Regions from separate parts of the Mustela erminea genome. Here region 2 is linked to region 1. The links are chromatin contacts, called in public Hi-C maps. All regions are on one chromosome and are shown on one strand. Each heading gives the region's core, a stretch centred on a gene start, on an enhancer-like site or on the middle of the called end of the contact. The rest is flanking DNA. Distances are from core to core; before and after follow the strand shown.

What was found. A called contact is a pair of places that touch in the nucleus more often than the background predicts.
Region 2: a Hi-C map of skeletal muscle shows a contact between it and region 1, with 17 times the contacts expected there. The contact joins the promoter of AHI1 here to the promoter of BCLAF1 in region 1. A contact is called at or near these places in 2 of 3 Hi-C or Micro-C datasets (skeletal muscle and spleen).

What each region holds. Positions count from the first base shown.
Region 1 is chr4:65,321,707-65,328,594 of mMusErm1.Pri, forward strand. BCLAF1 (bcl-2-associated transcription factor 1) reads left to right here and starts at 4,124. Exons shown (of 14, transcript XR_004284935.1): 1 at 4,124-4,259.
Region 2 is chr4:66,011,422-66,018,309 of mMusErm1.Pri, forward strand. It overlaps AHI1 (jouberin), which reads left to right and starts at 3,242. Exons shown (of 24, transcript XM_032339440.1): 1 at 3,242-3,287.

The DNA.
Region 1 (6,888 bases), core at 2,874-5,373:
ACTATGAAGTTTCTAAATTTGTTTCTGTATTTATGGGTAATAGAAAGCTATTCAGATAAACAAATAGACATGTAGATGTACATATGTTAGAATATATATTCTATTACCTAGAATAGGACACATGGGAACTATCAAGCAAGTTGAATAAAATAGAAACAACACTTGAGGTGAGGCTGATCTAATATTATCTGTATTTTATTTATTTTTAAAAAATTCTTTAAATTCCATTTATTTAACATATACTGTTATTAGTTTCAGGGATGGAATTTAGGGATTCATCAGTTGCATTTAATACACAGTGCTCATTACATCAAATGTCCTCCTTAATGCCCATCATCCAATTATCCCTTTTCCCCACCCACCTCCCCTCCAGCAACCCTGTTTGTTCAGCGTCTCTTATGCTTTGCCTCCCTCTTTATTTTCATTTTATTTTATTTTTCCTTTCCTGCCCTTATTTTAGCTGTTCATGTGTGTAAATATGGCTGTGGAAACAAGGTGGTTTTTGAAGCCGGATGGATCTTTGATAAAATCTGAATTATTTTAATATTATTTATATTTAATAATATTTAATAATATTATTTATTTTAATATTATTTAAAATTACTTACATTTGATACTATTTAATATTATTTAAATTTTAATATTATGTAAATCTCATATAAAATATGATTTATTTATTTTGGCAAAATACTCTACCTCTCCAAACTTCAATTTCCTTACTGTTAAAATTAGGACTATATACTAAACGTTATACAGTTTTGTTCTAATGCATGGATGTGCTCATAAAAATCACCATGCTATGCAAAATCACACAATAAAGACCACAGGTTTTATGGAAAAATAGGATTGCAGTATGATACTCAAAAACTTAATCAGTTACACATGAAAAAAAAAAAAAAAGGAACCAACCTAACAAAACGGTAGCAGAGATGGCTAAGAAATACATAAACACTATAATTAATACAGTATTTTATCTTAAAAATACCTAAAGTATACTTTAGGAAGTAGATGTCAGGAGACTTGTGAGTTGTTAGTTATTGTGACGTTGGTAGAAGGACAGCTTCTAAGATTAAATGGACACTTGTAAGATGAGAAGTAGATGGGTGTGAACTGAAGTAGCTGGCAGGTGTTTGAGGTGCTTGTATGTGTCAGTATTTTTACCTGGCTCAGTTCAGGCAGGTGTAGTTACTGCATTCTCTTAGTGTGTCCTGCGGGCAAAATTGCACATAAGCATATTTTGTCCTTTGTCTTTTTTGACCTCACACACTTGAAACACTTGTCTCTCTTGGTGTGGTAGTCAGCCTCCAGGATGGTCCCCAATGATCTCCACCTCCTGGTATTCACACCCTTGTGTAGTCTCCTTCCACACTGTACCTGGGGTTGGTCCGAATGAAGTATGGCAGAGCGATGGTGTGTCACTTCTGAGATTAGGTTATAATAGACTGTAGCTTCTGTCTTGGGCTCACCTTGGATCATTACTCTGGTGGTGGGTGGGTGGTGAGGAGCCAGCTACTATGCAAAGGGACACTCGGGCATCCTATGGAAAAGTCCAGGCAATGAGGAACTGAGGTCTCCTGCCAACAACCCTGACTGATCTTGGAGTGAATCCACAGATTTCAGATGACTGCAGTCTTAGCTGGCAGATCAAGACCTTAAGCTAGAACCATCCAGATGACCGCTCACAGACTCCTGACCCATAGACACTGTGAAAAAATAAGTGTTTTAAGTTACTAGATGTTGGGGTCATTTGTTATGCAGCAATAGATAACTAATAACTTGATTTCACTATTCCCTACTTTACCAGCTTTTTTTTTTTTTAGATTTATTTATTTTTTGAGAGAGAGAGAGAACATGAGTGAGAGAGGCAGAAAGAACCCCAAACTCAGTGCAGTCTTATTCTATGACCCTGAGATCATGACTTGAGCTGAAACCAAGAGTCAGTCACTCAACTGACTGCACTATCCAGGTGCCCCATTATAGGCTGGTTTTTTTGAGTCTCCTTTACTGGCTCCTCCTCCTCTTTTAACAAATCTCTGAATGTTGGGATTCTTAAGGGTTCAGTCCCAGGTCATCTCTTATCTCTATCTTTTATCCTGTGATTTTAAGTATCATCTTTATACTTTATCTCTCAAGCCAGAACACTCCTTTGAATTGCAAATGCACATGTTCAAATTCTCACCTTGCCTCTCTACTTGGATGTTTCACACACATCTCAAACCTAACATTAAAAATGGAGTGCTTGTGTTGCTCAGTCAGTTAAGGGTCTGACTTCTTGGTTTCACTCAGATTATGATCTCAGGGTCGTGAGATCCAGTCCTGCATCTAGCTCTGCATGGAGTTTGTTTGAGGTGCTCCCCTCTCCTTCTCCCACTGCCCCTCACCCTGCTCTCATGAGCTATTCCTCTCTAAAACAAATACATAAAATTTAAAAAAAATGGAATTAGTGATTTCCTTCCCATTTCACAACATGTTCATTCCTCCCTATCCTATCATTTTCTCCAATTATTGTAACAGTACCAAAATGCACCCAGTTAATCAGGGCCACGATCTAGTTAGCAACACTATTTCCCCCCTTTCTCTAAACTCCTAATCCATTCCATGAGGAAGACCTGTCAATGCCATTTCTAAAATATATTTACAATTTTTCCTTTTCTCAGCATGATCATTACCTCACTTAAATTACTAAACAACATCCTAACTGATCTCTTGCCCAGTGTCAACCATTTCTCACATAGCAACTTAAAGATCTTTCTTAAATAGATGTCATACCTCTGATTAAAACCTTTCAACAACTTTCCACTCCCCCTCCCCCCATGAAGAATAGTAGAGTTATATTGAGCTATCAAAGTTTAGGTTTTTTTCTTTTAATATAGTTCACCCATTCAACAAATACTGAGCACCTACAAAATGCTTGGGACTTGTCGGTGCACCACATAGGCCAAAGATTACTTTTTCCACATTGGGATGGTGGTGGTGGTGGTAGGGTTAGGGGCAGGCTGTACAGCGAGAGAAAAATGAGAATTTATTCCATGAAAATGAGGTTATTTTTTTTTAGTTGAGCTGGCAAATCGGATTGTGAGAGAATGCCCTAAGCACAGTGTTAAATTCACAACTAGGGCCCAACACTGGATTTAATTGACACAAGATGCTTTGCTAATTATAACTTTGAAATCCTTTAAGGTAGTTTAAGTCCCTAAACATCAAAGTAATAACGGTTTCAGGGCCTAAGGAAGAAAGTGCAGCCCAGACAAGTATTAATAGAAAATGCACGATGGCTTTTATTTGAAATTCTGTCCCAATCAAACGCGGCTTGCCTATTTATAATCTGACTTATATTTCTGGCAGACCAAGCTATATTGGGCTGTTTCTCGGCCGGCACAAATGATCGTTATGCTTCGTGCTCTGTATTATTTTTATGCCTACGCCAACATTCCAGGGTGCCTAAGTGGTAATGCTTTAGCAGCGTCGGGAGGAAAGGAGCACCGGCTTCTGATGCAAAGCAGGACAGCCCAAGCTGCTCGGAGCTCTGTGGTTCGAACTCTGTTACGGGTAACAGAGTTGGTCTGACGCTACTCTGGAAGGGGACTTAGCTCGTGGCCATTTTTCAACAATCGAAGGGCGTTTGGCACATTTTACATCAAAGCAAAATTGACACTTCCAAGTTTCCAGTTAAGGCGTCCGAGAAGAAACTCGGCGCTTGCTGGCGAAGGGAGACTCGGTGTGCCAACAGCCCTCTAGCCTCCTTGTCTTTCCTCGGCGTCAGACTGGCTTTCTGCTTTTGGTCCGCGTCGGCGCCACAGTATGAATAGACCAAACAAGCAACAAGCGGGGCCGACAGAGAGGTCCACGGAGCACCTTCAAAGCTAGGTAGAGACTCCCGCGAATTCCACCTTGTGGCCAGGAGACCTCAAGGCCTAACAAAACACCCCGCCCACCATCTACTGTCACCACCTCAGAGGCGGCAGCTCTAGGCCGGAGGGCGGAGCCACCAGATCATCGCGCGAGACCTACCACGAGACTTCCCAGAAAGCCTCCGGCAACATCTTAATAGCTGAGGAGCCAGTTTAGGGCGGAAGGGTGGGCGGGGCTAGTCCAGATATTTAGCGGCACTGGCGGCCACGCCCCAAATCGGAAGTGACGGAGGCGGGCTAGCGCGTCGAAGATACCTCTATGGTTTTCTCCCGTTCTCGAGTCGGGAAATGGCCGCTGTGTAGTTACAACGGAGATAAGTCCCGGGAACGGTGCTTTCGGCGTTTCAGGTAGGCCTCATGCTGCATTCAAATCACTCGAAGGGCAGCAAATCCCGAGGATGAGTGAATATTGTTGAATCTTTTGTGGGTAGTGACGGGTTGGCGGCTACAGGAGGACCCAGGAGACCCTTTCGCCGTTATTTATGCGTTTCTCCCATCAGATTCCCTCAGGTTTTCGGGGCACTACAGGTCGGAAAGGTGGGGGGTGGGGTGAGCAGCGAGAACGGTGCGCGCGCGCGCGGTTACGAACCTGGCTCGAAACCCAGAGACCGCGCGGCCTTCCCGTGCGCGTGCGCATACCTCCCTCTTCCACCCTTCCCCCATTTCCTCGGCCCGGACTCTTGCGCGCGCCCGACTGAAAGCTCTCCCGGCGCACGCGCGCTTCCTCCGTTCTCCGCCTACGGCTGCTGAGGCCGGTGGAGGTGCAGCTTGTGTTCGCTTCTCATTGGCTGGGAGCGCCACCTTTCTTCCAGGCTTTGGGGCTTCCACAAAACAACTATGACCTGAAGCAAAGTGCGTTGGGTAGGTTGACCCGTTTTCACGTGGTCTTTAAATTCCTTTTTTCCGGCTTCACGCTGCTCGTCGGTTTAGGCCCCGGTTTTTTTGTTTTTTGTTTTTTGATTTTTGTTTTTTTTTGTTACTAAGAACGTGTTCTGTTGTCCCTCGTCTCTGACGCGGGCATCCGCCTCCGGCGTCGCGGGATGGTTTTCTCCGAGGTTAATCTCGGATCCCCCTGGCAACCCACTTTGTTTTGAAGCGAACGTGTGCGCTCGACTCTCAGAGTTGTGCCTGGTTACCGGTTCCTAGCCTAGAGAGCAGGCCTTAGCTGATGGATCGAAGAGTAGCCTTGTTGTTTCTCCCCCGCCCCCTTACCCGGGTCCAAAAGGCAGTCTTTGAGTAGTACCCGCGAGACCACATCCTTTTGGCAAGTGATTCAGGTCTTTATTTCGAGTCAGATATTGAAACCATGATATGACAGTGGGGGTAATGGGGGGGGAGTGGCGAGTTAAGGTTAGGGACTTGGCTCTCACTTTAAGTCCGTAAGTTGGCTTTCTTCACATTAAGATTTATCTTATCAGAATCAAGCAGTAGTAGTAGCAACCACTTTCCTATGTCAGTTTTTTTTTTTAACGTTTTAGGCTGAAAAAAGGCTAAAGTTGAAAGTAGATGTGACCAAAACTAACGTAAAGAGATTAGTTACTTAAGACACATGTTATTGGAGCAGTGCCTTTTCATTTATTGTGGATATTAAAAAGGAAACCAGAATTCCTTAATCCTCGTGTAAATTCTCGTTCCAGTTAGACTCTAGTTGGAATGGTTGGGCTACTGTTTCGACAGTAGAGATTCATTACATAGGAAAAACCGCTACAAGTTTATCAGCATTTTTATGTGATTCTAGCCAATTTAGGGTAAATAATTCTATAAGAAGTATTATGTGTCTAAAATAACTCATGGTGAACAACCCAAAGTTTATGTACTGATGGCTCATAGCCATTTTGTTTTAAGGATACTGTGTTTTCACTAACGTTGTGGTAATAAACATTGGAATCCCCCTTCATTCAGATAATTGGTAGCCTAGGAGATTTTTCTTTTTTTGTAAGAACAGTAATATTTTAGGACTCAAGAGACAGATCTCTAAAAACCACCTGAAAGACTTAGGTCTACGTGAGTTTATTGAATTCATCTACCTCTATTAGATTTAACTGTGTGATGAGAAGACTTGTAGAAATAGAGAAAGTCTTTTCAGTTCTGTATAGAACTTTGGATTGGGAGTTTCCAGAAACTACATTCAAAATCCTTAGTTGAACACTAGCTGAATTCTTTGTAATTTACACTGATTTATTAATGAACAAAGATGTAGATAAGGGAATCAGGAAGCCCAGTATATCTCTGGATAGTAAGTATAAATGTTTACGTTACACTTTTAGGTTATGAATTTGTTCCTTCTTCACATCCAGATTCTTAGACAGTGGTCATTTAGTGTTATCTCAGAATCTTTTTTTTTTTTTTTTAAGATTTTATTTATTTATTTGACAAACAGAGATCACAAGCAGGCAGAGAGGCAGGCAGAGAGAGAGGAGGAAGCAGGCTCCCCGCTGAGCAGAAAGCCCGATCCGGGGCTCGATCCCAGGACTCTGAGATCATGACCGGAGCGGAAGGCAGTGGCTTAACCCACTGAGCCACCCAGGCGCCCCTGTTATCTCAGAATCTTAAACATTAATATTTTATTTGACTCCAGGACAGAAAAAAAGTAATCTAGAAACGTTAAGGTAGTAATAATTCTTGTGTATTATTTTGTGGAGTTCTCAAACTTGATCCAGTATTTCTACACTTAGGTAGACACCAAAAAGGTAGAGCATTTTAAGGCCACATGAGCCAAGGAGTGGCTCAGTCTGGTCTAGAATGCAGGCATTTTTCTCAGTCCCTTGCTGGTTTGGTTTTGTTTTGTTTTAAAGCTGGATGACAGGCTGGACAAAACTTGTGACTAAACCTGTCATTTTTCAAAAGTTTTTAATTATGGAAATTTTCAAGGACAAAAGTAGAAACAATAGTGAGCTCCTGTGCTTTCATCATACAGGTTTAGTAATTGTCAGCGTTTACCAATTTTAATTATTTACTTTTTTGGGGAGTATTGTAT
Region 2 (6,888 bases), core at 1,992-4,491, 690 kb after region 1:
AATTAACTTTGTTAATATATTGGTGATATGTAAAATACCAGTTAGTCCACAGGCCCAATTCAAATTTTGTCAGTTATCCCAATAATATCCTTTACAGAAAAAGGATCCAATGCAGAGCCATATGTTCCATTTTGTTGTCATGTCTTTTTAGTTCCCCACAATCTGAAAAAAGTTCTTTAGTTGTTCTTTTGTCTTTCATGACCTTGACAATCTTTTGAAGAGTAGAGATCTATGATTTTGTAAAAATGTCCCTGTTTGAGATTGTCTGACCCTTCCTCATGATTAGATTCTCACTTAGCATTTTTTGGCAGCAGCATCACAAAAGTGTGTTCCAATTGTCTGTTTCCATACAGTGGAAACAATGTGGCATACAATGTTGATTTGTCCTCTTACTGGGAATGGTAACTTTGCTTACCAGTGCCAGATTTCTCCACTGTTAAGTTTTTATTTTTCCCTTCGTGATTAGTATATTTGGCCAGGAGATACTCTGAGACCATTATGTTCCTCTTAAAGTTCTCACACTCTAGTTTTAGCATACACTGATGACTCTTGGCTAAGTCAATTTTTACTATAATAGTTGCCAAATGGTGATATTTCTACCTATATCATTCCTGCTACATATGTTAGTTAGCATATAAGGAATATATATACATATATATATATATATATATATATATATATATTCTTATTATAAGGAAGAGCGTTACTTTATGCCCATTTAAAAAATATTCATGCTTTTATTTCAGTATAGACTGAAGTATTCCTATTTTATTCAGCAGATCATAATCTATTAACATTATTGTAATGGTGCTCAAATTGACCCAGATGTGGCCAATGGAGGCTCCTTCAAGCTGGTTTCTGTGTCCCTTTCATATGTTCCATTATTCTGTGAAAACGTCTTTAATTTCTGGTGCAACAAGGTTTTTCAGGCTCATGTTGTACTTCCCCTGTTACTGTTCTGAATCAGTCATTTCCCCAAGCGGCTCTAGTTCCTTTTAGTAGAAAATGGTGTTTAGAAACCAAGATCTAAGCACTATCTGCTCATTGCTCCTTACATCTCTTTAGCTGAGGGCCCTAGGGAAAAAACGAAATAGATGGATTCAAAGTATAGACTACATTTGGGTAGACATATGGAGGTGTAGGAGTTTACAAGAAGAGATTTTTCAGAGAGAGGAGACAATAGGTACAAGAAAGGGGACATGAGACGGTATGGACTGTTTTGCACAGTACACATAATTTAATATTACCGAAGCATAACACTGAAAAGAGACAATGAGAGAAGAAACTAGTCAGGCAGATGGAGTATCTTATATCTTAGGCAAAGTAACTAAATTTTCTCTTACAGATAATCCTTTGAAGAATTTTCAGGACAGTGGCATTATCAGATTTACATGTTTAGTGAGGTCATTCTGGTAGCAGTATGGAGGATGGCATTATGGAATCAAACCTGGAATCAGGAGACTGGCAAAGAAGCCTCTCACAAGAATAGTTAGAAGTAATGAAAGCTGGCATGAGGCAGCCCCAGTTAAGATGGATAGATAGGCTATACACTAGTAGACAGTAGATAGGAAAATGGATATAATTTGGTCTAAGAGGCATTTAGGATGCTCTATAGGCATTTACAACACGGGGAGGATGATGGTTGCTTAAACCAAAATAGAAATCCAGAAACAGGAGTAGGTTCTAGGGTGAAAAATTGAACGGTTTAAGATGCTTTGGATTGATGGTTTTTCTCACTGAATTCTCATAGGATTTGTAGAAAGAAAATGAAATATGTTTTGTAAAGTGTGGTTTTGCTAATACGAATAGAAAAGATGGCCTCTGAAGAAACATGCTAACACTCTCACTTTGCAAACTAAGCAACAGGTTATGGTGCAGTGTATGACCGCAACTGCAGGAAATTCAAGAGTTGGGGAGGAACCTGTCTCATATTTTTCCATCCCTGGTGACTCAGAGGTAAAAATGGCGCCTGTGGCAAAAATTAGAAAGTGGGAGGGAGAACTGGGTATGGAAAAAATGAGGAGTTTTTTTGTTTTGTTTTGTTGTTTTGCTTTAAACATTTGGTGTGATAACTCAGCGCCACACGAATTACGAACATTTTTTTCTTTAAGGTTTGGTCTACAGTACAACTCTATTCTCCGCGTTTAAAGGGATGTTTCATTTTGTGGGCGCGATCGCTTGGGAGGTGGCGTGCCTGCTGCTTTGCCTCATTCACGCTTCTCGGCCTTGGCGGGTTCCACGACAGCCTCCCTATCTCTGGCCCCTCTGGTTTTTTTCTCCAGCGCTGGCTCCAGTTCTGAAAACACTTTCTCGGCGGTGACGACCGGACGGGCTCAGACCCTACGTATTCGCAGGTCTCCCTGGCGCTAGGGTACGGGAAATTCTTTCTCCGGAGGACCGCGGCGTCGCGCTTCCTACACGCGCACGAGGAGTCCCGCGCGCGGCCGCCGGAGCGCGTGCCCGACCGCAGTCTGAAGGCCCGCGGGTGCGGCGCGCGCACCACCTCCGCAAGCACGACACTGCCGCAGCTCCGGGCCCCGGAGTCGGCGGCGCGGGGGCGGGGCCGTGGAGGGACGTCGAGGCCCCGCAGCGGTCCAGGCCGGGAGCTCGGGCCGCATCGGTTGTCGTGGGAACGGCGGCGTAGGCAGGCTCTGACGTCAGCGGGCGGCGCCCGTACTGCACCACCCGGTGGGCTCTCAGAGCCGGAGTGGCTGGCGGCTAGGGTGGCTACGCGGGTGCCTGGCTCCCGGCTCGCGCCCCCGGCGGCGCAGGGATCCGCTTCGCACAGTCCCAGTGTCGGCTCCGGCGGGACGGACTGTCGGCCGCTCCGGACTCTGTTCTCGGTGAGTACGCTGCAGGCCTGCTGGTGGCGGGAGCCCGGGCCGGGTTCTTGGCCTGACTGGGCCCTCTCAGAGGGGGCGGTGGCTAGGGGGGTATTGGTCAGGTCCGAGAGCGCGGAGGCGGCGCGCTGGGGGGCGGGACGGGGGCGGTGCGGCGCCACCGCGGGCTGACCCGCCCAGTGCCTTGGAGCCCTGGGAGATAGTTCCTAATGAACAGCTCTAAGTACTTTTCCCGCTCCCTTCCCTGGGCTCCTGTCTCCTGAGGCCTCGGCGCGGTGCCCAGATCCGCCGTGGAGGAAAGGCAACCTCTGCCTTTCCCATTCCGGATTCTGGCTTAAAAGCATGTAACTCAGACACGCACTAAATACGTTTATTTCCTTGTAGGGTGTCAGCTTGGTGCTGAACCTCGAACCTGTGAAATGCCTTCTTAATTACATCCGAGAAAAAGTGATAAGTATGTTAACGTTTGTAAGAGTCATGTCGATCTGTTTACAAACAGAAAAAAGAGTGCACTATTTAGAATCGCTACCAGTGGCTGTGGTGTATTTCAGCAGTACTGTGGAAACAAACTGCAGTGTGTGGCTTTTACTTTTTTTGAGAAAAGGATGCTAACAATTTCTTTCACCTGTTGCATTATTTATTTTGCTGTTACTGCTTGGAGTTTCAAGGAATAGATTGCTCGTTCTGAGAACTCTGGGAAATTTCAAAAAGTATTTGAAAAATCCGAATACCAAAAGTTTTTAAAACCATATTTAGAATTTTGTTTGTTTATGGAGAGTATCTTGATTTATCAGTTCAATTATGTATACAGGGTTTTCGTTAGTTTCTTTTTTTCCTATGCTATAAAATTCAGCTAAAGGGTGAATTATCTAAGCCTCTGCTGCTTCTCCCTTTGATCTTTAGACATTTATTGGCCGGTAATCAGATGTTTAGAGAAAAAGAAAAATGAGATGAAATGTATTGTTAATTTTCGTAGTGAGTATTTCTCAGCGTCTCTTATAAAAGGGTTTGTGAGGGAGCATCTTTAAAATAATCGTATAGGGACGCCTGGGTGGCTCAGTTGGTTAAGCAGCTGCCTTCGGCTCAGGTCATGATCCCAGAGTCCTGGGATCGAGTCCCACATCGGGCTCCTTGCTCGGGAGGGAGCCTGCTTCTCCCTCTGCCTCTGCCTGCCATTCTGTCTGCCTGTGCTTGCGCGCTCTCTCTCTCTCTCTCTCTGATAAATAAATAAAATCTTAAAAAAAAACATATATATGAGGCTCAGGGATGTCATTTTAAGTTTGACCTTGTTTTTGCCAATGATGTTACTAATCAAATATTAGTCATTAATTCTATAATGTATTTGCTATGGGACAAATTGTTTGGAAATGATTATTTCTGTAATGTATTTGCCATATTAAGTAGTATTAGTGTTTGTTCAACTGTGCATTGAACTACTAAGTAATAGTAAATAATGTCACTACATTATGTATTGTATTGATGTATTTTATTTTATTGCACACTTATATTTAGTGCTATAATAATAGATATAAAGTTATTTTATTGAGCACCTACAGTGTGCCAGCCACTGTGCTGATCACTTTGCTTTTCAGCATTTCCTTTTCTCCTTACAATAAAGTAGGTACCATTTTAATTTCCTGGGTCATAAAACATTCTACCAGGGTGAAAATAAAGGACTGAAGTAGAGAGGGAGGTATGGAGCTCAAGGCACTGTGGGAGCACAGAAAAGTATTTAACCGCCCCTTGAGGTTAGAGTGCTCCCAGAGAAGATACAGTCTGCATTTAGCATTAAAGGATAGTTAAGAGTTTGTTGGAGTGACAGAAGAAGGGCATATCTCAGGAGAGAGAGGTGGGTGTGTAATGGTATAAAGGCAGGAAGGCATTTGGCACAATTGAGAGCCTATAAGTATTTCACATGGTTAGAATTCAGAATGTGTGTGGAACTGTGGCTGGAGAATGAGTCATTTCATAAATAGCCTTGACCCCCCCGCCAGTGGTATGGACTTCCAGTTTTTTTCCAGTAAGTGACTGAAATCTAGTGAAGAGATTTAAACAAATGATACCATTGCATTTGTATTTTAGTACATTTTTTCTGCTTGCAATGAAGAGGATGATTTATTTTTTAAAAGGATAAGGTGATAGAAGCATGGAAACAATCTTAAGAAAAAAAGTAAAATCTTTCCATAGTTTTTTTTATCCCTCAAAGCTGCTGTATCATGTCCCTGCCTTTGAGGGTGAGGGAAGTCAGTAGGAAGCAGAATCGTGGAAAGGATTAGCCACATGTTTCTTCTATGGGTCTCACCTCCCATTCATCTCTCCACCTGTTGCCACCAGATTTCCACCCCTTCACAAACAGCTTTGCAAACATGTGACTTGCTGACTGGACTGTAGATCCAGTGGACACTCTACAACTTGGTACCACACAGTGATAGAAAACTTCTTTCTTAAACTTCTTTTTCTTTGGAGGGCACTTGGAGGCTCAGTTGCTTAAGCATCTGACTCCTGATACCCGCTCAGGTCATGATTTCAGGGTCCTAAAATCTAGCATGGCGCCAGCCTGAAATTGTCTCTCCTTCTCCTTCTGCACCTTGCTTGCTCTCTCTCCCCTCCACCACTTGCTCTGTCTCTTTCTGTCTCTCTCTAACAATAACAACAACAAACTTCTTTCCCTTGGTTACCTCTCTCTTCGAGCTTTCACCTCTCTCTTTGATGTACTTTTGCTTTATTTTTGGGCTTCCAGAATTCTGTCTTTGGAACTTTTTCCCTGAAACCACCACAGATATAAACCCTAGTTCTCAAATCTTTTGCCTCCTTGCTGGATTACTATATTCTAATGCCTACCAAACAACCTGATTATATGCATAAACATGTATGTATATATACAGTGGTAATAGCTGTCATTTTCAAAGGGCTTGCCATGTTCCAGGCATTGTGCTGTTTTATTTGCATATTCTCACTTAACCTGTACAAAAACTTTATGAGTGATTTATTATTGTTATTCTCTTTTGAAAGATTAGGAAATCGAGGTCCAGAAGTTAATTTACTGGCAAGTAGAACTGGGATTTGAATCTAGGGGTGTGACACTGAGCCAGTGCTTATAGCTGGCTAGTTCCCCTCAGATACCCAGCTCAACAGGCCCCACTAAGCTCACCGAGTGTACCCATAAGAAGTATCTATTACAGTATTACAGTTGTAACAGATGTTCACTGGTTTGTTTGTTTGTTTTTAAGACATTATTTTAAATCATTTGACCCTTATAACAACCTTTTGAATATATACTGGTAGACTGATTTTACAGATGAGGAAACAAATGCCTGAGGTCACACAATTAACTATTTGAGACTAATTCCAGGACTTGGGTTTTAAACTTATCCATTATACTTGTCCTGTATTCCAAAAAATGATACTACTGGCCTAAGTATTGTATTTGCAGAAAATGAGAATCATCCTTGACTCTTTGTCCTGCACTGTCAGTAGTTTTTAATCTTTCTGAAATGTCTAAAATACCATAAGTACTATAATTTTTTTGTTTAATGGTAAGCAAATCAAGCTGAATATAAGTAAGTCACTTTTCTTAGTAACTCATAGTCATATAGTTCAGCTGTTTTCCTATATATTGAATGACCACGGAATATATAAAAAGTCATCCTTTGGTTTATATTTTTTCTACTTACGTGCTTTCAGGTTTCAATTTCTGATACACTTAGGCTTACATCTTCTCTCTTTAATAATTTGGGATAGATTGGAAAGTAGATGACCAATACTTCTTAGGTGTGTATCTACTAGGAAGAATACATTCAGGCTCCCATCCATAAAGCACAGGAGTCTTTACTGTGTGAATTTAGTTCTATCTATTTTGTCTGTGTACCAGAAAATTGTTATATGACTTAACCCATATAATTAGGTATATGTGTATAATCATTCTTACCTTTTTAGCCTTTTTTTCTCAGACTTTTCTGTCCAGAGTACCCATGATATTAGAGGAACCAGAATGTGGATCCCCAGGGATCTGGAGCTTTAACAGATAATCGCTCAGCCAACTCAAATT